2 separate regions of the Mus musculus genome follow, and region 1 is linked to region 2. The links are chromatin contacts, called in public HiChIP or PLAC-seq maps. All regions are on one chromosome and are shown on one strand. Each heading gives the region's core, a stretch centred on a gene start, on an enhancer-like site or on the middle of the called end of the contact. The rest is flanking DNA. Distances are from core to core; before and after follow the strand shown. Region 1 holds the start of Cryzl1 (crystallin, zeta (quinone reductase)-like 1). Region 2 holds the start of 2310043M15Rik (RIKEN cDNA 2310043M15 gene).

Region 1 (5,632 bases), core at 2,454-4,953, 2.1 Mb after region 2:
TAGCACATCACCCAGAAGGGCTGTACATTCAACACTGGTCAAGCTTAGGGGAACTGGCTAGGACACAGCGCTGTGACTACTCTGTGATGTGACCAACTTGGCAGGTAAAGACTCAAAACAGTGGGATGGAGGCAGTGTGGCTCACCCATCCACCCTGCAACGGTCTGAAAGGCACTGGCTTAGTTTCTAGGCAGGCCACACCAATTCTGCTCTTCTGAAACCCTCATCACAGTATGTAAAACCTCTGCTACTTGAAAAGCTTGCTATCCACTTCAGAGACGGTCTTAGGAGACACTCGGTAAGAGAGAAAAGCACAATGCCAAGGTTCTCCAAGTTCTCTCTCTGGCTTGGAGAAATTCCTGGAAACTGTATTGACAATACTGACTACTTCCCATTGTCTGACTGAGCTGGAGAGACAGAAACCTGGTAAGCTGATGTAAAGATATCTGAATGCCAGACTTAGATGGAGCCAGTAAGTGGAGCCATTCAGGAGGGAGTCACTAAAAAGAGAAGTCTGACATAAACCCAACCTCCATTAATTAATTTTCTTTAAGTCACAGGTTGAGCAAATTAAAAGGATGAGAGTCTAGAGACTGTAGCACAAGGCCCCAGGATCTAATGCCAGCAGTACCACACACAAAGACAACGTGAGGCTGCAGATGTAGCTAGGTGCTAGGCTACACTCTAGCATGCTCCAAGGCTTGGCTCAATCACCAAAAGAGAAAAAGCACAGGCAGAGGAATTTACCAGGGCCTCCCTTTTAAGCTCTTGCAAGTGTTTTAAGGGTGTATCTCAATCTAGGTTATTTGGGGAAAAGATAAAGAATGCCCAGAGGAAAAAGAAACTGCTAGTCAACAGCAAAAGAAAGAAAGAAAGAAAGGAAAAAAGGAAGGAAGGAAGGATGGATGTGGGCTGGAGAGATGGCTTAGCAGTTAGAGCACTGACTGCTCTTCCAAAGGTCCTGAGTTCAAATCCCAGCAACCACACGGTGGCTCACAGCCATCAGAACAGCTACAGTGTACTCATATAAATAAATAAATCTTTTTTTAAAAATTAAAAAGAAAGAAAGAAAGAGAGAGAGAGAAAGAGAGAGATTCAAAGAAAGAAAATGCTGAGGAACAAACATTTCAGGGAACTAACTTGCCGCTACTCATTTTATGCCCTATTTCACAATGCTCAGCATCTGAACAATCCACAGGGTTCCAAAGTACATTAAAATGTGTTCATTTCCTCTCTTACTCAGGCAGAATAATAATAGTTTTGTGGCGGTACCACAATCCTCAGCAATTTCAATGACAGACACTTTTTTTTTAAACACATACTCTCTGAGAGGTGCCTTACTGCAGCCACTTAAAAGTGTATAGAAATATCTATGCCCTGTCACCAAATCAGTGGCCTTCACTTCTTAATTTAAATCCTTTATAATTTCCTGAGTTCTTTACATATCTCCTACAGAAAGACGTTGCTTTTTAAAAACTTCTTAAGTTATAAGGGAACTCACACACACATACAAAATATTTCAAGCAAACTAGTGTAAAAAAAAAAAAGTAACAAAAATGGTAACCATAATGGTTGCTGAAACGTCTGCACTCTTCACCGTTAACATCTTCTAAAAATAAAAGTATCCCAACAAATAAATACATTCCTCTAGTTTGGAGCATTTAGAGAAACACCCTGCCAAGCAGCTGGCCTGCGGGCTCCTGGCCCCAGCTCCTGCCCTCACATCCTGTCCACTACATAATCCATGAGCAAGCCTTTCTCTTCATCAATTCAGCGGGATTAGTAAACCGGCCTCCCTGAAAATAGAACTGATATTTTCCACGGGCATTTGTTCCCATGCTTTCACTATCTATGCTATTTATCAGACTCTTTTTTTCTTTTTTATCCTCCGTGTTTCCGACCACGAAGTACCAAGAGAAAGATACCAACCGATAAACACAAAAGAACCGCATCTGGCCAGAGTCTGCATGCATTTACATTTCCAGGTTGCTTCTGTTTTCCGAAAAGCAGTGATGAGGGCAAAGTCGCAAACTTTCACATTCAAGATGCTACCAAATACCTCTACACCCTCAAGCTGCAGCAAGAAGCCACTAATCTATTCCTTCAAAAGCAAAGCCTGTAGTCTGAATCACAACAATAGAAGACTGCTCATAGGCAAGAGGATCAGCGAAGTTGTCTTCCAAAGCAAAGGCAAACAGAAGTGAAGGGAGATCCAGCCAGCTCCTCCTTGCTTTTCTTTCTTTCTTTTCTTTTTTTTCTTTCTGGGAATCCGGATTGCATTTTCTGGTGCCCCCCCCCACCCCCAAGAAGGGACCGCAATTATGCACTGGGTCCACAGCAGACACCCGAGTCAGTGCGTGCGCAAGGAGGGCGAAGCGGCCGAGAAGGGGACGCACGCCCGCTGCAAGGGTAGCCGCTTTCTGTTAAATGCCATCAGAGCCAGCCCCGGCCGCACCACTTCGGCCCAAACGGCATTGACCGCCCTTCACTTGACAGGGTATTCCAAGCAGGCGCTAGAGAAAAAGGATGAGCCGGGGACTCGAGGCCGGGGGCACCCGCGGGCGGCGCGATGCGGCTCCCGCGAGCTCGGGATCCCCGGGAGGCCGGGTCGGCCCGCCACCCTCCGGCGGCCGAGGGCAGAGGGGTCAGCGGTGGAAGGACCGCCCGCCGCGATGCCCCCCACGGGAGCGCCGGCCGTGGCTGCGGACGCCCATTCAGCCCGAACCCGTCCCGCGGCCGCCACCGCCGCGGCCCGCCCGCCCCGCTGCCCCCGGGGAGGATGAGAAAGACCGGGCGGAGCGGCGACGGCGGCCGCAGGGACGCGCGCCCGGCCGCTGGACCCGACCCCGGGGCGGCCATCGCCGACCCCCGCCCGCGCGCCAGGCCGCCCGCGTCAGCTCCTCACCTCATCTCCGGGCGGGTGCGCGCGGCCGCCCCTCACACAAATCAGTGCAGCCCGCACGCCGCGCGGAGGAACGCCGAGTCCGCAGCCGCGCACACCATCCCCGCCCGCCCGCCTGCCTGCCTCCCGGCCGTCCCGGAGCCCGCTCGGGATGCTCCCTTGCGAGCCGCCGTACTACGGAGCAACCAAGCTGCGCGCCCTCCCCGCGCCGCTCCACTCCTCTCGCCCTCCTTCGCTCCTTCGCTCCCTCACTCCCGCCTAACTCCTCATCTCCCTCCGCCGCCGCCCCTCCGCCCACAGCCTGCCCTCCGCCCCACCCATAGATGGGCGGGGATAACCGCCTGCCAATCGGACGGCGGAGACCACGCCTTCGCTCTCTCCTATGACTCCGCCCACTAGGTGGGCAAAAAAGAAGAAAGGAGCCAAAGGAAATAGAGGTGTACAGAGTGACAACGAGATACACCAATGAAGTAGTTTGGATAGCACCCCCCCACACACACACACTTTTTTCCCCTCCCATCCTTGTCTCGTCCCTTGAAGGCGTAACTAGAGGTTTCTGCTCTATGCGTGCGGAGATTTTGTTTCACGATTTGGCGCTTTGCTCTTTTCTATGCGCGACAGTAGCTAGGATACATTCAACTAAATTGAAGGTTTTGCAGAAAGAGCGTGGGCACGAAAGGCGAAAGACACAAAGACTGAAGAAAGATGGTAGGGGTTACGGTTGGAATGAGGAAGGGTGTGGCCTTTTACTCTAATTTGCATAAAACGGAACCCATCTTGGCAACGCCCAACTTCTCCCATTTATTGGTGGTCCCTGGGGCGGCGACTCGTCTCTCTACGGGAAGCAGCATGCTGGGAGATGTAGTTCCGGGTTCAGTTGCCATGGCGTTCGTCACAGCCTCCCCCAGATCGGTCATCCTGCGGTAGTGACGGGCAGTCTGACCAATGGCAGTACTGTTTGGACCCAAGAAGGCGGGCTCTCTGCAGAAGGACTGGGAAGGTGGCGGCGGCGAAGGCGCTGGCGGTTGAGGTTGCTCCGAGCCAGGTGAGCCAGGGAAGAACGATGTGTGTCTCTGAAATGGGACTTTGGGCGAAAAATGGAGAAACGCCTGAAGGAGCTGTCTAACCCTGGGGAGACTGGTACTTCGCATCACACGCCGACCTCAGAGATGCCCTGGCTCAGGCCTAGCTTGGCCGAGGCCGCCGAGGGGCGGGTAATACTAGATTTGACGGACAGTTCCTGACCCTGGCTAGGTTTTGATTGTAGACTGATCTTTGCTTCTTCCTCCGCGTTTATGGAGGCAAAGGTCTAGAACTGCCTTTCTCCTGGGTTGAGTCCTCCCCGCCCCCAGCTTCTCCCTATCACTGTTTCTGATGCTGTCTCTATTACTACTTCCCTTGTCACCCTTCTTATCCTTCTCTTTGCATTTCCAGTAAGCGGTTTCCTAAAGCAAACAAGGGTGGGTGTTCGCAGTAATGGGGCCTTGGGTCAGGAATTGCCTGCTTCATTGAGCCGGCCATACTTGAGCCATACTAAAGAATTATCCCAGGGTCGTGAGGAGGTGCAGATACTGATTCTGGATTTGGGCCTGGTGGTCTGCATTTGCTTTTTAAAAATTATATATATATATCTATATATGGCATTTTAAACAAACTGCCAAGTATAGCCAGTCCACAGTAGCTGAGTTTTGCATTGCCTGTCCAGGACAGATGTTCTAGGCACCCAGACGCTTTTAGATTTCCTGGGAGCCACATTTGGACAGTGAAGAGACCACGTGAAATTAATTTTACGTTTCTCTTAAACCAGCTTATCCAAATATTATTTCAACCTTTAAAGAAATCAGATATTTAAATGAGACAGTGTATCTGTTGTGCGTTTTACCCTCGCAGCATACCCTCGTACCCTCATCCTAAGGGCACGCCACTCACGTGCGGAGTAGCCACCTGTGGCTATTCGCCGCTCTCCGAATCCAGATGATGCAAGAGACCATTGCACAAACTCAGCAGTGTTAGTCATGTGATTGCCAGCGACATCCCTTTGCTGCTTCAGTACATGGGTTCAGAACTACTTTCACAATACGATACTGAGCTTACAAGAATACCAGGGAAAGTAATATTTATTAAAAAGCCAACTTCCGTAATGTGTGCGCTGTGTACTATACTCACTCAGTCCTTGCAGCAGCCTGCGTCCTATTGCGGGGTCCTGTCTCTTGGGAGTTGTAAATCTTAGGCATCAGCCACTGCAATGTACAATTATTACTGGCTTTTCTAATTAATGTCACCCACGCTTCTGTCTCCACATGTAGAAGGAGATGAGGTGTTCATATTTGAAACAGTGCTCCCCGTGTAAAATCAAGCCGCCCAAGGCTGGAGAGCTGGCTCAGGGTAGGGACACTTGGTACTCTCCCAGAGGACCAGGGCTCGCCACTGTAACCACCTCTGTTACACTAGTTCCAGCGGATCTGAAGCCCTCTCGTGATCCAACGGCACAGGGCACACAGGCAGGGTGCAGACACAGATCCAGCTGCCTGGCCTGGCGTGGTGGTGGCCCATGCCTTTGACTAGTGCTTGAGATGCAGGGGCAGGCAGATCTCTGTGAGTTCAAGGCCACCATGGTTTACAGAGCAAGTTCCACGGCTTCATAGAGAGACCCCACCTCAAAGAAACCAAGATAAAGCTGCCTGGCATCTGTGGTAAAATAATTGTGGTAATTTTATAGTTCTCCATGCT
Region 2 (6,150 bases), core at 2,571-5,070:
GGAAACACTCTTACATCATCCAGGGCTGCACAGAGAAACACTGTCTAGAACACCAACCTCCTGGGGAAGTCGGGGCAGGAGCCAATGCAGAGGCCGTGGAGGAGTGCTCCTGCTGACTGGCTTGCTCCTCATGGCTTGCTCAGTCTGCTTTCCTATAGAATGGAAGACCACTCTCCCCCATTGGTCAGGGCCCTCCTGTATAAATCACTTATCAAGAAAATGGCCTGTAATCTTGCCTACCTACAGTCTATCTGACGGAGACATTTCCCAGATGACTCTCGCTTTGCTAAGTCATGAAACCTAACTAGGACAAAGAATGTGGGTATTTGGATCAAACACACCAGCGCCAGCTCACTGCCTCCAGGTCCTTTCGGGTGAGCAGCTGGCATTTTGGTCTGAGCTCAGAGTCCGTCTTCCCACACTCTTCTGCTCTGCTCCCGGTCTACATCCTTGCTGCAGCACTGACAAGCCTTCATGCTGAGCTCCTGCAGGACACCCTTCTCCATCTCCACACAGCATCCTGCCTCTCATCCATCTGGCAAATGTCCTCTTGCCTGCTCCTCTCTCCCTCAGAAGACCCCACCCAGGAAGGGGAAATCTGGCTAAGTCCAGCAAGCTTAGGTCTGTTTATGGTTTGTCCTCTCTGCAATGACCACGCACGTACGTGGCCAGTGAAATTCCAACACCAATTTACTGAAAGCAGCAGATGCAGAAGTTGAAAGCAATCTTTTAGAATGCATACCCACTTGTGGGTATCAGCTGACGAGCAACAGTGCTGGTTATCTGGGTCACTTAGGGTTGGTTGCGGCTGGTGACTTAATCCCTGTAAAACTGGTTAAAGATTTCTCCCATTCCTTTCCCATGTGATTCTTTATGTGCTGTTCAATAAATATAGATCAAAGTCCTTTGCTAAACAGACACACAGCAGTCAGACAGACACAGGGACGGAGTCACAAGTCAGGCTTCTGGCAGACACATGTTTAGACTCACACAAGACAGAAAACACAGGAGTGTGAAGCAGAGAGTTCACATCTGGACTCGCGCCTGTGTACATGACTCCAAGGAGAAGTGTGCTGGATCATGATCAGTGCTGGATCATGAGACTCTGCTTAAAAGCAACAACCCTCCCCCAGGCCCAACACAAAATGAGAGAACAGGAAAGAAGCTGGAAGCAAAAGAGAAGCCAGCGATGAGCTGGCAGCATCCCAGTGGCCTTCCAGCTGACTGCTCCAGATCAGGGGACCAGAGCGTTGAGGAGTTCTGAGCACCAGCCCTCACCTCTCTCCACTGTCGACCCATCTAACGCTCCCTCTCATCCTGAGCCTGGCAGATGGGCTTCCAGACTCTCACCAACCTAGCCTTTGGAAATTCCACCCCAGACTCCTCCTGTGCTGTGCTGGTTGTCCTCTCAGCTGGTGACTTGGTTCCCGTCCTTGACGGCTATTCCTCTCTTCCTGACACCCCAGATTCACCATGTGCGTGCTGGCTCTGCTCCTCCATTCTGCTCCAAGTCAGTAAACTGTTGAGCCAAAAATCCCAACCTTCCTTGGCTGCATTTTCAGACCACAGCCAAGAGTATTGTTTCTTGTGTGAACCACTCTGCAATCCTTTGACAGGACTTCCGGCTTCTGCTCTTGTGCAAAGTGCCCTTACTCATGACAGTTAGAGCGATGCTTTCTGAAGTTGGAGCCTTACTGCATGGCTGCCCTGACTACTGGGGTAGCGTGGGATCCTACGTGCCATGCTATATACCCAGCCCGCTCATCTTCAGTCTCTGTCCTCCATCTTGTTTCTGAGCAGTTTCATCAAGGAGAGACTAGGCGCTAGCCAGAGGGCCCATGGGTAGGTCATAACGAGGCCCTCAAGAGGGCCAGCTTCTTCCTCAACCCCCTGATTAAAACACAAGTCTGGTAGCGTTTGTTTCCCACCAGCAGGATCAAGGCTAGATCACACAGCAGTCAGCAGTTGTGGACCAATCAGCCACCCTGTCTGTCTTCACACTGACCAACCCTCAGTAGGGGAGGGCAACTCTTCAGAGCTTTAGAAGCCCCAGCCCCAGAGATGAGACTGGCTTTTGAGTCCCTCCTCTCCCTGTGTGTCTGCTGCGGGCATGGCTCCCCACCCCCACTCAGCCCCAGCAAACACCTTCCTTCGACTGCTGCTCCTGCGGCTGCTGGTCTTGCGGCTGCTGGCCCTAGCTCCAGTGCTTATTAAGAGCTGTCTGCTGTAACCTGCTGCGCTTCACATTTTCCCGCCTTCTAATTCTTGAACTGGCAGAGAAAACACGACCAGTACTCCTGGACTATGAATTGGGGCTGAAGAGATGGCTCTGTGGTTAGCACTGGTGGCTCTCCAGAGTACCCAGGTTCAATTCCTAGTACCCACATGGCAGCTCACAACCAGCCGTGACTACAGTTCTAGGAGATCCAATACCACCTCTGGCTTCTATGGGCACTTGACATACACGTGGTACATAGACACATACAGACAAAACACCCACAACACAAAACAAACCAACCAACCAACCACAAAAGACTCTGGATTTCTAATACAGGCGTCTCAGCCTAAGCCTCCTCGGCTGAATGGCACCGGAGTCCAAACACAAGGTTGCCCTTAAGAACCTGCACATGCACAACACACGCACATCAATGGAGGGAAATGCCCACTCTTTCTCCAGCCATCACGGCCATTTATTACTGCTGAGTGCTGCTATGACGTTTGCTAACCCAGGCTTCCTGAGAAGCTCGAAAACTACGGCCAGCTTCCCGAGTCTATGCCTGCCAGGAACTGAAAGGAGCCAGGTGCTGCCTTACCACAGGACTGTCCTCAGGTTGGGTTTAATTACTGAGCAACAGACAGACAACAACACTTAGCGCAACAGTCGCCACATCTGCAGTGGGCACCCAGTTTAATCAGCACCCAAAGAGCGAGCCACAGCAAAGCAGCTGGAGTGCACGGGTGTCGTGGTGGCGGGGTGTTCCCCACCACCACCACCACCATCAGGGAGAGCATAATTATTGGCTTAAAGTAGCAAATGAAGGGTCTGGGAGAGAAAGTGCTTGTTGTGCAATTGTGAGGTCCAAGCTTGACCCAAGCATCATAAAAAAAGATGGGCTGGGAGGCCGGGTCACGTGACCCTCAGGGCTGGGGAGAGAGAGGTAGATGTGGGTCATGTGACCCTCAGTGCTGGGGGGGGAGAGGTAGGTGTGGGTCATGTGACCCTCAGTGCTGGGGGGGGAGAGGTAGGTGTGGGTCATGTGACCCTCAGTGCTGGGGGGGGGAGAGAGGAGTAGGTGTGGGTCATGTGACCCTCAGTGCTGGGGGGGGGGAGAGGTAGGTGTGGGTCATGTGACCCTCAGTGCTGGGGGGAGAGGTAAGTGTGGGTCACATGACCCTCAGTGCTGGGGGGGGAGAGGTAGGTGTGGGTCATGTGACTCTCAGTGCTGGGGGGGGAGAGGAGTAGGTGTGGGTCATGTGACCCTCAGTTCTGGGGAGAGAGATAGAGCATCTCAGAAGCTCAGTGGCCAGCCAACCAGGCCAATCAGCAAGCTCAGGTCCCAGGGAGAATACTAGTCTCCAAAACAAAGCAGGCATCGACTTCTGAAGAACCACGTGAGGCTGCCCCTGGGCACCGCCCAGCTCCCTGTCCCTCCTCATTCCGGGAAGAGAATTCCTGTTTGGGTGGCAGGGCATGCTATATGGCTCCACTCCTTTGAAACAAAAGTGTGTGCATGCCTGGCTGACTGCTGGGAATTCTTCCCACACCCCAACACACCCCTACACCACTCTGCCCTGCCATCTAGGTTCATTCTGGAGATTGCCAGAATGAATCAGTCTGTCTAGCTGGGTCCCTAGGACCACACGGGTTGGGACTCAGATCAGTGTCTTGCTTAGCCATCCTCAGGGAAGCTGCTTCTTGCGGTAGAAGGGAACTACTCAGGGGACCCACAGCTGAGCAGTGACTCTGGAACACTCCATCCTAAATGGTGGCGTCTTCATCGACATCTTCAGAGACAACAGGAACCACGCACATCAGAGACGGGCAGCACAGGCCCAAGCAAGATGGGGTCTCAGCACCGAGGAGGAACTGAACACAGCCTCCCTGCCCACCCAAACACAGGCTTTCCAGCTGATCCACACTCCCATGTGAAGGTTTGTTTTCTCCAGTGGAGTCTCCCCAGGCCCCGCAGCATGTGGTCAATACAAAATGTACTCGGTAGTATTTTTGTAGGTCTCTGTCTTGGTGGAGGCTTTCTTTGGGCATTTTTGTTTGTCTTACTATCCTTTTCTTGTATATTATGTTTTCTGGCAATTTTGTGGTTTTCTGGTCTTTGTGTATGTGTGTGTGCTTGTGTGTTTCTTGTGCTTTTTCTTTTTGTCATTCTGTTTTCTTGTTTGCTTGCCTGATGGTTTTAAAGAAAAGGGGAAGGGGAAAAGAAATAGATCTTGGAGTTGGGTGAGGTGGAAGGTGGGAGGGGGACCATGAAGAATAAACCTCAGGAACAGGTGCAGTCAGTCAGTTACAAGCATGGGAGGTGGGGTGGGCAGTCGCCTGGGCCCAGGAACAGGCTAAAAGGCAGTGTGCTTGTCCACGGGCTGAGAAGTGTGTGTCCACTTTCCAGTGCCTCCTGATGCTCTTCCGAGGATAACTGAGACTGAAAAACGGCGATGTGCTGATGGGTAATCACAGACAGGCGCACACTAACACCACTCCCTTCCCCACAGGGACTCAGCCTTCTTCCCTTTTTTTTCTTTTTGGTTTTTCGAGGCAGGGTTTCTCTGTGTAACCCTGGCTGTCCTGGAACTCACCCTGTAGACCAGGCTGGCCTCGAACTCAGAAATCTGCCTGCCTCTACCTCCCGAGTGCTGGGCTTAAAGGTGTGCGCCACCACTGCCTAGCAGCCTTCTTCCCTTTGTGTGAGCTAGGACAACTGAATGAATACTGAACATGGTCAAAAGAATGGCGTGAACAAAGCTTTGGGGATGGGGAGGCTCCAGGAGAAAAGGCAGAGGGCCCTTTCCCTCAAGGGGCACTTTGTTCCCTGGATTGTTCTTGGAGGGGATTCTGTGCCTCCCGTGACAAACATTTACATCCCATTTATAGGACGTGTTTATTGATGTTGGATATCCTATCGTGGCTATGGAACCCAGCCTGGTCAGTGTGCCCTAAATCAGGTTATCACCTTCTGCTCTGCTCTCCTGCTTACCCAGGTATAATCTATCTATAGCACGTGCCAGGCAACTGTGTCAACTGGCATGTTTTGAGAAAGTTCTGGGAAAGGGCTGCTCTGTTAATGTTTAGTATGTGCTTACTGGTGGTTTTTTTTTTTTTAAACAGGATTTTCTGAACTCCAACAACCTCCCTTGGGTCACTGTTTTCTCTGTTACACTTGTGTATTAGAGCACACTGGAATAGAAGCACGGTTGTCCACAGCGTCCTCAGAGCCTTGGCTGAAGCAGGCGTTTCTTCCCACCCCTCCTCCACTTACTGTGCACGTCGTCCTCGGCATCTGACTCTTCCAGAGAGACCTGAGGTTGGGCTTTCACCTCCAGATTTCTGCTGAGCCAGCTTGTTTGTTCCAAGGAGGAGCCAGCGATGGTACCTACAGCTTCCAGGATTCTCTGAGTGATTTCCTGGAGAGCCAGCAGAAGCAAGACTTAATTAAGGAGAAGAAAAGAGCCGGTGCATACCACTGTCTGACAGGTACAGGGCACGGGCCACCGCGTGAGTCACCGTGGCACCAGTAGACTTTCAATGAGCCACGCTGAGAGGCGAAAAGCAGCTGGGGTGACAGATTTTAGTAACAGGTTCTCTACCTACAAATATTCCAATATAAACATCAGCATCACACTCTGCAGCTGTCTCCTACCCTGGCTGGCTTTGGACTCCTGTGGGTACTGCATGCTTACAACGACCAGGATCTTCTCTCAGCACGTGGTATTGTGGCTCTGCTCTCTACCAGCCGACGGGTAAAGTCTGCAGGACTGATGGGAAAGGCCGGCTTTCTGGTTCTCCTGGATTGTGGTTCATGCTGGTATGAACTAAACACTACAGGACACCACTGTTACTAAGCTGCTGGACTTGAGACTTTACAAAGTTTCGTGGACTGCCAGGCCACACCAACAGTCGGCCGAGTCACTCGTGCTGAC

What was found. HiChIP or PLAC-seq counts read pairs in DNA pulled down with a chosen protein or histone mark.
Region 1: an H3K27ac HiChIP or PLAC-seq map of embryonic stem cells shows a contact between it and region 2, with 4 times the contacts expected there. The contact joins the promoter of Cryzl1 here to the promoter of 2310043M15Rik in region 2. A contact is called at or near these places in 1 of 39 promoter capture datasets (hippocampal neurons) and 1 of 115 datasets of contacts at active chromatin or transcription factors (embryonic stem cells).

Annotation. Positions count from the first base shown.
Region 1 is chr16:91,726,873-91,732,504 of GRCm38.p6, reverse strand. Cryzl1 (crystallin, zeta (quinone reductase)-like 1) reads left to right here and starts at 3,703. Exons shown (of 13, transcript NM_133679.2): 1 at 3,703-3,947. Itsn1 (intersectin 1 (SH3 domain protein 1A)) reads right to left here and starts at 3,134. Exons shown (of 39, transcript NM_010587.2): 1 at 2,906-3,134. Gm46543 (a long non-coding RNA gene) reads right to left here. Exons shown (of 3, transcript XR_001781880.2): 3 at 3,924-3,986.
Region 2 is chr16:93,792,571-93,798,720 of GRCm38.p6, reverse strand. It overlaps 2310043M15Rik (RIKEN cDNA 2310043M15 gene), which reads left to right and starts at 3,820. Exons shown (of 2, transcript NR_151466.1): 1 at 3,820-4,152; 2 at 5,339-6,150. It overlaps Dop1b (DOP1 leucine zipper like protein B), which reads right to left. Exons shown (of 37, transcript NM_027293.1): 27 at 5,490-5,634.